Regions from separate parts of the Gossypium hirsutum genome. Here region 1 is linked to region 2. The links are chromatin contacts, called in public Hi-C maps. All regions are on one chromosome and are shown on one strand. Each heading gives the region's core, a stretch centred on a gene start, on an enhancer-like site or on the middle of the called end of the contact. The rest is flanking DNA. Distances are from core to core; before and after follow the strand shown.

The links. A called contact is a pair of places that touch in the nucleus more often than the background predicts.
Region 1: a Hi-C map of leaf shows a contact between it and region 2, with 2.8 times the contacts expected there. The contact joins the promoter of LOC121208615 here to the enhancer-like site in region 2. A contact is called at or near these places in 3 of 34 Hi-C or Micro-C datasets (leaf and seedling).

The regions. Positions count from the first base shown.
Region 1 is chrA10:8,560,988-8,568,043 of Gossypium_hirsutum_v2.1, forward strand. It overlaps LOC121208615 (nuclear pore complex protein NUP35), which reads left to right and starts at 3,824. Exons shown (of 4, transcript XM_041079744.1): 1 at 3,824-4,088; 2 at 4,582-5,189; 3 at 5,748-5,859; 4 at 6,270-6,771. The coding sequence starts at 4,618. The coding sequence ends at 6,572.
Region 2 is chrA10:8,439,298-8,446,764 of Gossypium_hirsutum_v2.1, forward strand. No RefSeq gene overlaps it. Among protein-coding and RNA genes, the nearest start is that of LOC121208613, 14 kb to the right of the region's middle. Within about 2 kb of position 2,559, at least 9 of the 9 cell types and tissues checked have an H3K27ac peak or open chromatin away from gene starts, as enhancers often do. A contact at or near this core is called in leaf, where this site is marked.

The sequences.
Region 1 (7,056 bases), core at 2,574-5,073, 120 kb after region 2:
CTACTCTAAGTAGAAATAATAAATATAGGCGTATTGAGGAAGAATTTAAAACTGACCGTGAAAGAACGAAGATAGAGGAATCAATTTTATTACATTGTCTTTGTGATGCTAAAGCTACTACTCTTCATTGTATGTTTGAAACGATGCTTGAAATGGATCGATCTGCCCAAAAAATAAGGAACTTTCTGAAAAGCTTTAGTTGGTTTACAATCACGACCTTCTATTTACAGCATTTTATGAATCTTACAATCCGCTGATTTACGATCACAACTGTCATTTTTAAGGCTCGTTTATTTACAATCACAGCTTCAGTTCATTGATTTACGATCACGAACACTTCATTAAGAGTTTGCTGATTTACAATCACAACTCCGATTAAACAGTTCACTGATTTACTATCACAACTATCATATTTAAAGCTCATTGATTTCCAATCACGACTTTAGCTAATTGATTTATGATCTTGAGCACTTCTCGGTTGACAATGAATGTAAATTTGTTGAACTAGTCCTAAGCATGGCTAAAGATGATTTTCAACTAGCTAATTCTGTCATCTCTGCCCTTCAGAGCAAGTTAGATGTTAGAGATGATGAATATAGGCGTGTTAAAGAAGAACTCAAAATTGATATTGAAATATAGATGATAGAGGAATCGTTTTTGTTACATTGTCTTTGTGAGGCTGAAGCTACTTATCTTCACCATACTACTGAAAGGAGGCTTGAAATGGATCAATCTGCTTAGAAAAACAAGGATCATTTTGAAAAGCTTCAGCTAATTTTCAATCATGACCTTCTACTTACAGGATTTTACGAATCTCACGATCCGCTGATCATGTGTCATTTTTAAACCTTGCTGATTTACGATCATGGTTTCAGTTTATTGATTTACAATCATGAACAATTCATTAAGAGTTTGTCAATTTACGGTCACAACTCCACTTAAACAGTTCGCTAATTTACAATCACAACTATCATTTTTAAAGCTCACCGATTTACGATCATGGCTTCAGTTAATTGATTTACGATAATGAACACTTCATTAAGAGTTCGTCAATTTACGATCGCAACTCCACTTAAACAGTTCATTGATTTACGATCGCAACTATCATTTTTAGAGCTCATTGATTTCCAATCACGGCTTTAGTTAATTGATTTATGATCTTGAACAACCACAAGGAATATAAATTTGCTGAACTAGTTCTAAGCATGGCCAGAGATGATTTTCAACTAACTAATTCTAACCTTTCAGTCCTTCAGAGCAAGTTAGATCCTAGAGATGATGACTATAGGCATGTTGAGGAAGAAATAAGTAAATAAATATATAACAATTATTACTAAATAGAATTACAATATATAACATTTTAAAAATAAATAAATTTCAAATGATAATTAAGTAAGTATATAATATTAAAAATATTTATTTGTACTCAAAAAATAAAGAAATTTAATTCATACAATTAATACAAGTAATTATTACTATACATAAGTACAATATATAATATTGTATAATTAAATAAATTTCAAATGATAATTAGGTAATTATATAATATTTAAAAAAATATACATTTTTCATCTTCATTATTTTGATCTCTGCAAAAATTATGTAAATAAATTAATTATGTTATCAATGTATAAAATAATAATATTATTTATAGTTGTAAAGTAAATTATTCACATGTACCTTTCTTGTAAATTGTTGTGTTGATGCTCTAATGCTATGAGAAGAATGGGTAGCAAATCCTAGTTTACTTTGTAAATTTAATTTTAGAGACTCTTCTAAGGACTTTGTTATTTATTTTCAGATGTTGAGATTTATGCTCTGATTCATTACAACGAATAAAGCTAATATTGGTATGTTTATAACTGTTTATTAATCATTGAAATGAAAAAGAAAAAATCAATTATGTAATTTAATATTAATATGTATTAACTATTGAAAATATGTTGTTATGCACTTTTTAATTTTTATCAACTATAGCTTCTTCTTTTTTTGTTATATTAAAAAATTGAAAATAATATAAATATTTTAAAATGAGCAGATTTAAAATAAATTTAAATTCATCATTTATATTTATAAATGATCGACCATTCCCATCAAAAGTTTTAAAAATTCTAAAATATTTAATGGTAATTCAACAAAATAACGAGGAAATATTATGTATCATAATCACAAACATAACTAGATTTACATTATTTAAGATATTTACGATTTCGAATAAAATTACTCTTTTTTTATCACGTTTTATTTTAAATTTTTTTTAGAATTTTTACTTCACTCTCCATTTTGGGCAATTTCATAATTATCATGTTCTTAATTAATTTAATTTTACTAATGAAAAATAATTTTTTTTCTCATAATTTGATTCGAATTGAAATAATAGAAATTATTGGTGAAAGTATCGAGGAAGCTCTTATATTTAGGGATGAATTATATTTCAGCCACACTATTAAAAAATTGATAAATTAACCCTTTTACATTTTGAAATGTACAAATTAACTCATCCATTAAATTTTATCGGTTAAATAATGGTGTAAAATATTAATTTAAATGGTTAATTACTAATTTGGTTCTTAAACTATAGCTAAAATATCTTTTAATTTTTTTAAAAAACACTCTTAACAAAAATTCTAAAAAATTTAAAAATTTCTTAAAGTAAATATAATTTTTTTAAATTTATGCTAAAATGTTTTTTTAAAAAATATTATAATTAAGGAAATCTAAAAATTCAAAATAAATATGTAAAAAATTCTAAAAAATTTATGATTTTCATTGAAGGAAAAAAATTTTGCTTCCATAAAAGCTTTTGGGGTGTTTTAAATTGAAGGAAACCCACTAATAGTATGGCAGCTGGGGTAAACAACATGGCAAAATATCTTTGTTCAAATATTCACACAAATTTCCTTCTTCAAACGTACAGTTATAATAAAATAGACAATTTTAGATAATTAAAGGTATTCAAGGTAGTTAATTGGCAGTTTCAAATTCTATTTTAATTAGACAGATTCATCAAATTTTGATACATGAAATTATTGAATTCTAAAATATGCCTCTAGAAAATAATCGAGTTACTAATTATCTAGCTTAAATGTCATTTAATGGGAAAGAAGATTTACAGATTTATGATAGAATTTTAAAAGTATTCAATTTAGATATAGTAAATGGTATTTATGTTAATATAGTATGTTTATTTAAAAAAAAATTCACACAAATGACAGGTGATTGATGTATTATGTCAAATGAAAACCATACAAATTAAACTTAATCACCATGTTGAACTGGTCCATCAAAAAAAATCCTGTACGAAGAGCTCCAAGAAAATTAATATTCTAAAACCCCTCATTTGATTCTTGATTGCTTTTCCACTTCTCTTCCAAGATGTTTCCCTTGCCATTTGGTTGTTCCACTACTATATTTTTTTTTATTTTTTATTTTTTTGGGTTTTCTAGAATAAGGAAAAAATTTCATGTAAAAAAAACGATGGTGTCTGGTTTCGATTGGAAAGTTTGATATTCAAGTTTTTTTTTTTTTAGATTTTTACATACGTATTTTAAATTTTTTGAAATTTTTATTTATAAAACTGTTTTAATATAATTTTTAATATTTTTAATAATTTATATTTATTTTTAAGATTTTTTAATTTTTAGAATTACTAAATGATATTTTAATTATAGTTCAAGTACCAAATTGATAATTAATTATTTAAATTAATGTTCCACATCATCACTTAACAGATAAAATTTAATGGAGGAGCTAATTTTCACGTTTTGAAATGTATAAGGCTTAATTTGTCTATTTATTCAGTATAGATACCGAAATGCAATCCGCCACAAGTACAGGGACTTCTCCGGTGCTTTTACCCGAAATTGTCTGGTCTTAGGGGAAAAAAAACTGTAATGCGAAAACAAACGGAAAATGAAGCTTTTTTTTTCTTTTACGTGATTTAAGCAGAATCAGAACAGTAATCAAAACACAAATTCTGAAGAGGATCTAAGATTTAGCGTTTCAAAAATTAGAATTGTTGCTGAGAAGATTTTTGTTCTTCAGCTTTCCAATTTGGAAGGGTAATCCAAACGGAGCTCAACTCAAAGGTTCGATCTCTTTTCTTTGTTTAATTCTGTTTATATATACATCTACAATGTCAATGAAATGGTTTGCTAAGGGAATTGAGCTACGAAAGTGGTTCATTGTCTAATAGCTGGAGAAAAATTTGTAAGGTTAAGCTATTGATTGATCTGATAATCTGTTTGGATAATTTAATAGAAATAAATCCAAGAGAAGAAAACAAGGTACAAAAGAATCAGCTTTAGTTAACTAAACTATTGAAGTTATTATTGTTGAATGTTAAACATTCTATTGATCATCTTAAAATTGGGGGTTTTAGAGCTTATTGAAAATTGATATTGTATAAGTTGGTACATCAGGTTTTTATAAAGCTGATGATATGATTTGTATATAGGACTCTTTATTAAGTGATCATACTTTGGAAATAATGAGCACTGTGGTTTTGATACATCAAGTTTTTACGAACATGGTTCATCAGGTTTTGATAAAGCTAATGACATTATTTGTAACTTTGTGTAGATGAATCTTTATTAAGTGTTTATAATCTAGAAAGAAATGAGCACTGTGGTTCATAGAACTCCAAAATCAGGGAGGCAGTCATTGTTTTTCCAAGACTTGGCATCACCAATCTCTGCCCGGAAAGGGAAATTCTCTAGTCCAGGTCAAGCAGCAGCAGTCTCGGCTTTATGGCGAGACAATTTCAGAGGCTCAGATCTTCCGCCTCCTCCTATGTACACCTTGGAGGACCGTGTGGATTTTTCACCCGAATCTGGAGTATTGGATTATCCTATATCTTCCGAAATCAAGTCAGATCCAAGAACTCCAGTCCGAAGTTCTGGACGTGACTTCTCTACTCCAGCAACGAACAAGTCAAGGGCTAGCACTTCATTTGCAGTACTTAATGGGCAGTCGAATCAGCAGAGCCCAGGGAGTTCGAGTTGGTGGTCACCCAAGTCAAGTAGTAGTGAGCAAGATGACAAGGGAAAGGGCTCTCCCGTTGACGGCATGGCTCAGCCTGGTGCATTGATCACACTTCCACCTCTAAGGGCAGTTGCTAGGCCAGAGATACAGAGGAACTCCGTACCTACAGCAAATCTAGATGAGGAAGAATGGGTTACTGTTTATGGGTATGCTTCATAGTCCATTCTTTCATGTTCTACTTAATAGTTGATATATTGTCTTGTTGTCTTCTAGCAATCAGTAGTGTTTTTTCCTGTAATGTGGCCTCATTTTTCTGACGTAACTTTTGCTTTTATTATTTTACTGGACATTTATCTGCATCCCTATATTATCCTTATTCAGTTTTCTAAAATTTCATACCTTTATGTGTCAGGTTAAAAACATAATTATTTTGATGCTATCCGCTTAAATGTTTTGAATAATTGCTAGCGTGGTTTTGTCTACTTGTTGAAAAATGGAAACTTCTTGCTAGATTTCTCAATGTTCAATAGTGCAGCCTGAAATCTTCTATCTGTTTGTTTGATCCACTCTCCTCAATATAGAACCTTCTGATAAATCAGCCTTAAATTTTAACATTTTCCTTCTTCGTGATGACATTTATCATAGCATGTTTGTCTAGTAAAACAAAGTGTTCAACCTAAACATTTGGGGTTAAACTGATGGTGTTGTTTTGATGTTATATGTATGCAAGACCCCATTGGCTTTAATATTTGCTTTCTTTCCAGATTTTCTCCTGCTGATACAAATTTAGTTTTGCGAGAGTTTGAAAAGTGTGGTGTGATATTGAAACATGTTCCTGGGCCAAGAGATGCTAACTGGATCCACATTCTTTATTCGGTGAATCTTCTGTCTCCATCTTCCTATTTCCTTCCTCTTAATGTTGTTTAGTGATATTTGTTAAGTTCTTTTGTGAGAAGTATTATGTACCCTGGTTATCTTTCTTTTTAATTCCCTTATACCAATCTGTTTTGTTCGTGCCATTTTCTTTATTTGTATAAGAAACAAAAACGAGTCCGAGATTAATTTAAAAAGTAGTTGATTGGAATGATATGTTTGTTAACAATTAGGCTGTGTTCTTTTTATCCCATCTTTATGTTTAATCTTGTGTCATCTGTTCTGAAATATACGCATTGTTGTATGTGAAAGTCTTTTGACTCTTGTGGATTAACAGAACTGGAAGGAGATGAAATCATACATGCTAATGTTAAAACCAATACATGGCAATGATTGCTTTCTTTTTGGTGTAGAAACGATCCGAGGCTCAACGGGCTCTTGGCAGGAATGGAATGCAAATTAATGGAGTACCAATGGTTGGTGTGAAGCCAGTGGATCAAATGCAACGCGAGGCATTAAATGAAAGATTGAATAATCAGGGCTTCATGACTTTGACTCCGGCATCAAGTAGAACATCAGAGTCTAACAATTTCAGGCCACCTCGACCGTACTATCTTCAAAACGGCAATGCCAATGCACGACAGTCGGGAGGTGTTATGGCAAGCCCTACAAAATCACTAGGGAACAAAGTCATGGAGTACTTGTTTGGATCTTAGGAATCTACATATCAGCACAAGACAGGACGTATAATTTCAATAGAGTGAATTTATGATTCCACTTGAAGGAGCAATTTTCCTTGCAATGAAAATTGTTGCAGATTTTTTTGTAATTGTTATTGTTGAATTTTTTTTTTTTTTGTAATTTTCAATTGCATAAAGCCAGAGTTAAAACGAGCAATGCCAGTGAATATCTTTCTTTCGGGCCCAAAAAGTATGTCAGCCACCATTAAAAAGTACGTCAATTTAAAATATATGTCGGATTCATATATATTATATACTACAATATCTTAGGTCGTAGGTGACATGTGGTACACTTATTGTGACAACACATGGTAATTGTGTTGTTTACTCCTTTTTTTATTATTTTAAAAATAAAATATAATTTTTAATATGAATAATATCAATAATTTATAAATTAAAATATTTAAAATTTATGTTTTCTTTTCACAAACAATTTCAACATACCATTAAATTTTCTTTA
Region 2 (7,467 bases), core at 1,309-3,808:
TGCGCGGTTCTAAGATATTCCCAGAGCTAATGGTTCTACGATATAAGGCACCTTGTTTTTAGTTGTGTATATTAATTAAAAGCTCTCCAAAGCCAATGGAATCGCTTCTTACTTCTTTTCTTTAGTCAATGATTGTGGCTAAAAAAGTGAAATATCTCCTTTTTAGCATTTATTATCATATGTATTATTACATCAAATTGACATATATATGGTAAAAAAAAATAAATTTTGTTTAAAATAATAAAATTAAAATTTTTAACACATTGATATTTTCTATATCACTCAGTTAACTCGTGATACAACATATCATCGTTTAGGATTTACGATTTATATCAAGTTTTGTGTTTTAATTTTTGGATTTTGAGTATATGTTTAAAGAAAGTTAATAGAATTTATTTATAAACCTGGATATTATTTTCATCAGTGAAGAGGTGACATGTTAATATTCATTAATGGTACATAAAACTCATATATTAACAGTACATTAAATATTCACTATTATAATATATACATGTTTGAGCTATCATTACATATATTTTTATTAAAATTTAAAATATAATCCACTTATCATATTTTTTTAATATTTACATTATAGTATAATATATTTAATTCTCACTGTATAAATTACCAATATTGTAAGGACCAGGCGAATGGTTGACCAACCAAACAGTTGGTTTTTTTATTCAATCACTGGTTGTTTAATTATTACAAAATAAAGAAAAAAGGAAAAAATTTAAAAATTCGGAAAAGAAAAGAAAAATTAATAACATGAACAAAAAAAAAATAGAAACGTGATTAATTTTTTTTACCAAAAAAAAATTGATATTGTTGATTACCGTGAAAATCTTGAATTTTTGAATTACTCTACTAGTGTAGGAAATTGTCCATTATACTTTAAAGGTGGGACTTGGAGTATGATTATATAAATATTCACGTAACTTTAAACTTCAATAGTAGTGATAAGGAAATATATACTTATAAAACTCTGTTGTTTATTTGAAAATTCAACATTTAAAATACCTTGAATTGTGATGGCAATCATTGAATCTGCTGCCTACTCACGATATAATTATTTATCATTGACAATATTTTGTATTTGAAAATAATGGCAATTTTACAAAAATAATAAACTTCAAAAAAAAAAAAAGAGTTCTCTATGTGAAACCACTAACTCTGAAAATCCCATTACTGAGGAGTTGATTCCTAAGAAAGTTTAATTCAGAGGAGAAGATGATGATATAAATTATGATATGTTGATTGATCCATCTCCGAAAAAGCCTATCTCGTGGAGGGATATGCTCGTCAGCCAATCGTCAAAGGATACTTTCAACGATTCGGAAGGAAAAGATGATATTGATATCTTGGACGGGGACATTTATAAATCAGTTGTGAATGGTGTGCCCTCTATTTCTTTCTCGGATAGGATTCACAAAATCCTTATTCAAGGTATAGAGAACACCGTGATTTTAAAATTTCTTGGTCGTAACATTGGTATTTCGATTTTGCAGAATAAACTGTACAACCTGTGGAGACCATCAGCGCCTTTACATATAGAAAATTTCCTGTGGATATAGAAAATGGTTACTTCCTGGTAAAATTTCAGAATAAGTTGGACTGTGAAAAAGCGCTTTTTGAAGGTCCTTGGATCAGCTTTGGTCAATATTTGATGGTTCAACCTTGGATGTTAACCTTTAACCCTACACAAGTTTACCCAAGTGCTGTGATGGCATGGATTACATTTCTTGGTTTACCTCACTATTTATACAATCATAAAATCATCACTGAAATAGGGGAAATGGTTGGAAAAGTTGTTAAATTAGATATGAACACGGATAGCAGGACTAGGGGGCGATTTGCTAAAATGGTTGTTTACGTTGACTTGGAAAAGTTGTTGGTGTCTCATATTTTGATTAATGGTCATAAGCAGAATGTTGAATATGAATCTTTATATACAATCTATTTTCACCGTGGGAGATATGGATATGTGGAAAACTCTTGTCCTTTTAGAAATTTTGAAATCTTTAGTGAAAAGGAGAATGCCCCGTCGAAAATGTCATCGGAGATTCAAAACATAGCCGAGGTTGGCTCGAAGAAGAAAGACTAAAATTTCGGGCTATGGATGATCGTTGAAAGGAAATCAAAGCGAAAAATTAGAGAAAATGTGCAAATTTCCTTAAATAACCAAAAGAACAAAAAACAAAAGATCTCGATTTAGAGTTCTTAATAATAGGGATATGTACAAAGAGGATTATGTAGGATTTTTACCAGATACTAGGTGTTATAAAGGAAAGAAATTTTGGATGGCAATTTTATTGGGAAAGATTCTGCTACTCATTATAACAGCCGAATAGAAGGGAAAAAAATAACAACAATAAAAGCAATTTAAAGGAGGTAGGCTTGATAGAGGATTGTGGCCTTATTATTAAAGAGAAAGGCTAATTTTGGAGCCCAGCATGTCCATTAACAGTCTGAATGAAAACTTACATAGCATTAAGAAGCCTATTAATAGCTAGGTCTTTGTGGACATCCCAGCTGGTCAGGTTCAGGGAATTTTGGATCGATTTGATCCAGACTTGGCAGGCCAACATTTTCTTGTTGCTGCTGGAAGAGGCAGTTGGTCTAATATAGTGGCAGAATTACAAACAGTTTTAGGCGATGGTACGAGTCTCCGATTCAAAGGTGAAGGCTCAGCCGAATTTGAAGGATACAGGGCGAGATAGAAGTGCAATTTCACTGGATGTTGGAAACCTTGACTCCGGTAGACACTCGGCTGTTGTCTTCCATAAAAGTACCCATAAAAGTACCCAAACCAAGGAAAAAAACAATGCTCCTTCCCTAAATGATTTTGGTTTTTCTCCGGTGATTTCCTCTGGTTGGGGTAAACTCTTAAAAACAGAGGTAGAGGATATGCCAAAAAATAGGCCAAATTGCTTTATGGCAACAATGTCCGCTTTAAAATCTCGAGAGCCCAGCGAATGCCCTTGAAGGAATTGATGGAGTATCTTGCCGAGAGCATTTTGACTCTTGCAAATTCTAATCTTGGGGCTGAAATAAGTGTCAAAACTGGTGTGTAAAAAGAGAGAGTAAATGTCCCTGGGCAGTAAGGATATTTCTTATAGTCCTTATTTGTTGTTATTTTTTGATAATTTTTTATCTTAAAATTGGAGGTTTGGTTTACTTTAATTTTTATATTATATTTATTTTATTATGGCTTTAAATCTAAAATTTCTTTCATGGAATTGTCAAGGATGTGCTAGCAGGAATTTTTTACGAGCCTTTCGGGAATACAATGCGGAGCACAGGCTTGATATTGTTTCCTTGGTGGAACCGAGAGTGAGTGGGAAAAATGCTAATCTTATTATTGAAAAACTGGGGTTTAACTATTCACATCGAGTTGAAGCCGTTAGTATTTCAGGAGGTATATGGAATGGATGGAAGGAGTTTATCCAAATCCATATTATTCGAAACCATCCGCAATTTATTTTCTTACGTGTTGATAATTTTATTCCTAATAATACTTTCTTTATTTCCTTTATTTGTGGCAGTCCAGATAGGTCTAAACAAAAGCTTATTTGGGAAGGCTTAAGATCTATTAACCTTAATCTTTCTTTTCCTTGGTTAATTATGGGGGATTTTAATACTATTTTATCTTCTTCAGATAAAAAGAGACCTGTCTCCATAGGTAAGTGTTGCGATTTATTTGGTAATTTTGTTGACTCCTTTGAGTTGCAGGATTTGGGGTTTAATGGTTGAATCTTTAAATAAATTTACCTTTTTTGCTAAGGATTGGAACATGAATATTTATAGCTTTTTGGGTATTCGCAAGAGAAATCTAATGAGATCGCTCAACAATATTCAAAAAGGCTTGGATCATTCTTCCTCTACGCATTTAACAGGAAAAGAATTGGAAATTTGGGATGAGTTGGAAAATGTTCTTGACCATGAAGATTTACTTTGGAGACAAAGGGCTCGCTACGATTGGCTTTACTTGGGGGATTGGAATACAAATTTTTTCATAGTCGTACGTTGAGGAGAAGGAAATTCAACCGTATCACAACCTTACGTATTGATAATGGGGAATGGTGTTTAGATCATGACATCCTGCAAGCTAAGGCGGTGGATTTCTTTGAAGGACTTTATGGAGAGGCTCCCCCTATCTTGAGGGATATTCCAAATGTTGGTTTTCCTAGCTTCAATTCTTCAAAGGTCACTTTTTGGAGGCTACTATGACTAATGAAGAGATATCCTTGATCATTTCTTTCAAAGTCAGTGGGATATCCTTGGGAATGATGTGTGTTAGTGGGTTAAAGATGTTTTTGCTGGACGTCTGATTGAGCCAGAATTGAATAATACGTTAATTGTGTTGATACCTAAAAAAGAGAGTCTTGAGAACTTTAGTCACTTTAGGCCTATTAGTTTATGTTCTGTTCTCTACAAGTTGGTGATGAAAGTGATTGCATATAGGTTCAAGGTGATCTTTCCTAAGCTAATCTCCCAAGAACAAGCTAGGTTCATAGCTGGGCGAAACATTTCTGATAACATTATTTTAGCTCAAGAAGTCATCCATTCTATGCGATGCAATCAGAAAGGAAGGAAGTGGATGGCTATTAAGTTAGATTTGGAGAAAGCTTACGACAAAGTTAGTTGGGAATTTATAAGTACTTCTTTGGTTACGGCTAGAATCCCTGTCTTCTTACGGAACGTGATCATGTCAGCTATTTATTCCCCTTCTATGCAAATTCTATGAAATAGAGTGCCTAACTCAGAAGTTCAAACTAAGAGAAGAATTAGTCAGGGTTGTCTTTTATCGCCTTATCTATTTGTGCTTTGCATGGAATGGTTAGGGCATTTTATTCGAACAAAAAATAGGAACTGGAAACTGGACCCCAATTCGTCTTTCTCTTACAACTTCTTTAGTTTTTCATTTATTCTTTGCGGATGACTTGGTGATCTTTTGTAAAGCTTAGCTTGACCAAGCTCGATTATTGGATAGCATCCTAACTCAGTTTTGTAAGATTTTGGGTCACAAAATCAGTGTTAGGAAAAATAACATATTCTTTTCCAAAGATACTGAAGCTGATGTCCGTAATCAAATTAACCAGCTTTTTGGTTTTTAGGAAGTCCGAAATCTTGGCACCTATTTAGGTGTTCTTCTTTTGCACAGCAGGATTACCAAGAGTAGTCTGACTTTTATTGTGGATAAGGTAAGAAAGAAATTGCAGAGTTGGGATGCCAAGAAGTTATCTATTGCAGGAAGAATCACTTTGGCTAAATCAGTACTCATTTCCATACCTAATTGCTTCATGCAGTCCTTGATGATTCCGAAAAGTGTTAGTGCTGACATTGAAAGACTGGTAAGATAGTTTATTTGGGGCTGTACTGATGGGCATCATAAAATGTCTTTAGTAGGTTGGAATTCTATTTGTCAATCGAGGGCTTGGGAAGGTCTTAGCTTCAGACATTTGGAAGATTAAAATTCATCTTTCCTTATGAAGATTGACTTTAATCTAGTGTCTAAAAGTACTGCGCTTTAGGTTCGTGTTCTTCGTGCCAAATATGGTTGGAAAGATCAGTTCTCAAATTCTATTAGTAGGAGTCAATGTTCTCATTTATGGAGGGCACTCTCTAAGATATGGCCAATTCTTCGAGAAAACCTAGCATGGTCTATAGGAGATGGTGCCAGTGATCGATGTTGGAAAGATCATTGGATTCCAGGTATGGGCCCTTTAATCTCAAAAATTCCTTCTTCTACTAACCTTGATTTGGATTGTTGTGTTAGGGAGATGGTCAATTCTGATAGTAGCTGGAAGTTGGATTTGTTTCGTGTTTAGGTGACTGAAGATGTAATCAATAGAATTGTTAGCATTCCTCCTCAACACACTGACTCTGGTTCGGATAGAGTTATATTGGCCCGGTCAGCGTCTGGTCTCTTATCAGTTCGCAGTGCCTATTAGTCTTTGAAAGAGGGTTCTTGGAATTCTCAGAAGGAACAATGAAAGATTATTTAGAAATATCATTGTCCTCAGAGAGTAAGAGTCTTTCTTTGACTTGCTTTCAAACAAAGACTTCTTACAAATTCGGAACGAGCTAGACGGGGAATCAGTCATTGCAGCTCATGTGCTATATGTGGTCATGACTTTGAGGATTTGGCATATATTCTTAAAGAATATCCTCTAGCGAAAGATGTGTGGAGGCTTATGGTTCCAGATCAGCTAAAACAAAGGTTTTTCTCTATCTCTTTTCAGGAATGGCTTACTCTTAACCTTTGTTTTCATGAAAGATTGCAGGATAGTGGTCTTATTTGGTCTTGTCTGTTTGGATTAATCGCTTGGCATATATGGAATAATAGGAACTTATTTATCTTCCAGCATAAATCATGGACAGCATCTGACGTGGTGAAAATCTCTAGTTGTTGGGGCTGTCACTGCGACTCTCATGTTGGAGACCACATTAATAACAAGCAAGGATTTAATTTTACGATCAATTCAGATGACACTTGGGTCTATCTATCCACTGATGGGGCTGTGGCTAGCGATTCTAGTTATGCTGCAGTAGGAGGCGTAGCTCGTGATTGGGATGGAAATTAGATAGTGGGATTCAACCGATTCTTAGGCGTGTGCTCTCCATTTGAGGCTGAATTCTAGGGCATTCTAGATGGGAACCTTATATTGTTGAATAAGGGCTATAGACGGATCATTATTATGACATATAATCTTGAAGTTGCCCAAATCTTGACTGACATGGATTTGGAAGATTCAAGGATTACTTTGCTTCGAAGAACTCAACGCATCTTGCAGTTAGAAGGGGAGTGGAAGATTAAGCATATCCCAAGAAATCAGAATTTGGTAGCGGATTGTCTTGCTAAACTCAGTTTGAGTTGGAAATCAAGCCTACAAGTTATTAATGAGGCTCCTAAGGATATTTTAGATTTACTGCAAGTGGATAAAATGAATGGTTGTTTTATGTAATTGATGTTTTTTTAATTTTTCATTTCACCAAAAAAAAATTGACGGCAATTTTATTTACATATTATTCCAATTTTTTTATTTTAAGAAATAAGTAGGAGATAAAATACCAGCATCATAAATAAATAAAAGTTGCGATATCACTGGAAGTATAAATTAATTTATTTTAGTTACAATAATAAATTTTCTTTTTGAAGTTTATCTAAATAATTCGTATACCAAGTTTTAAATTTTAATTTCTCAATAAACTCTAGTATTTAAATAATTTCTTAACTTTTAAATTATACTTAAGCAAACCCTTAACCTATAAATTTGACTTGGTTATTCATTGTAGTTGTGGTTAAAAAGTATTCTTTGAAAAATGTAGAGGAAAAGGATGTGAAAAAGTATGATTTGTTAATCTTAAATGTTTTACATTGTTATAAAAATTTGTAGTGAAATGTTAAAGGTTCTTTTTAAACATGATGTTAGAAGGTAAAAAATTAGTTAATGTAAATGATAT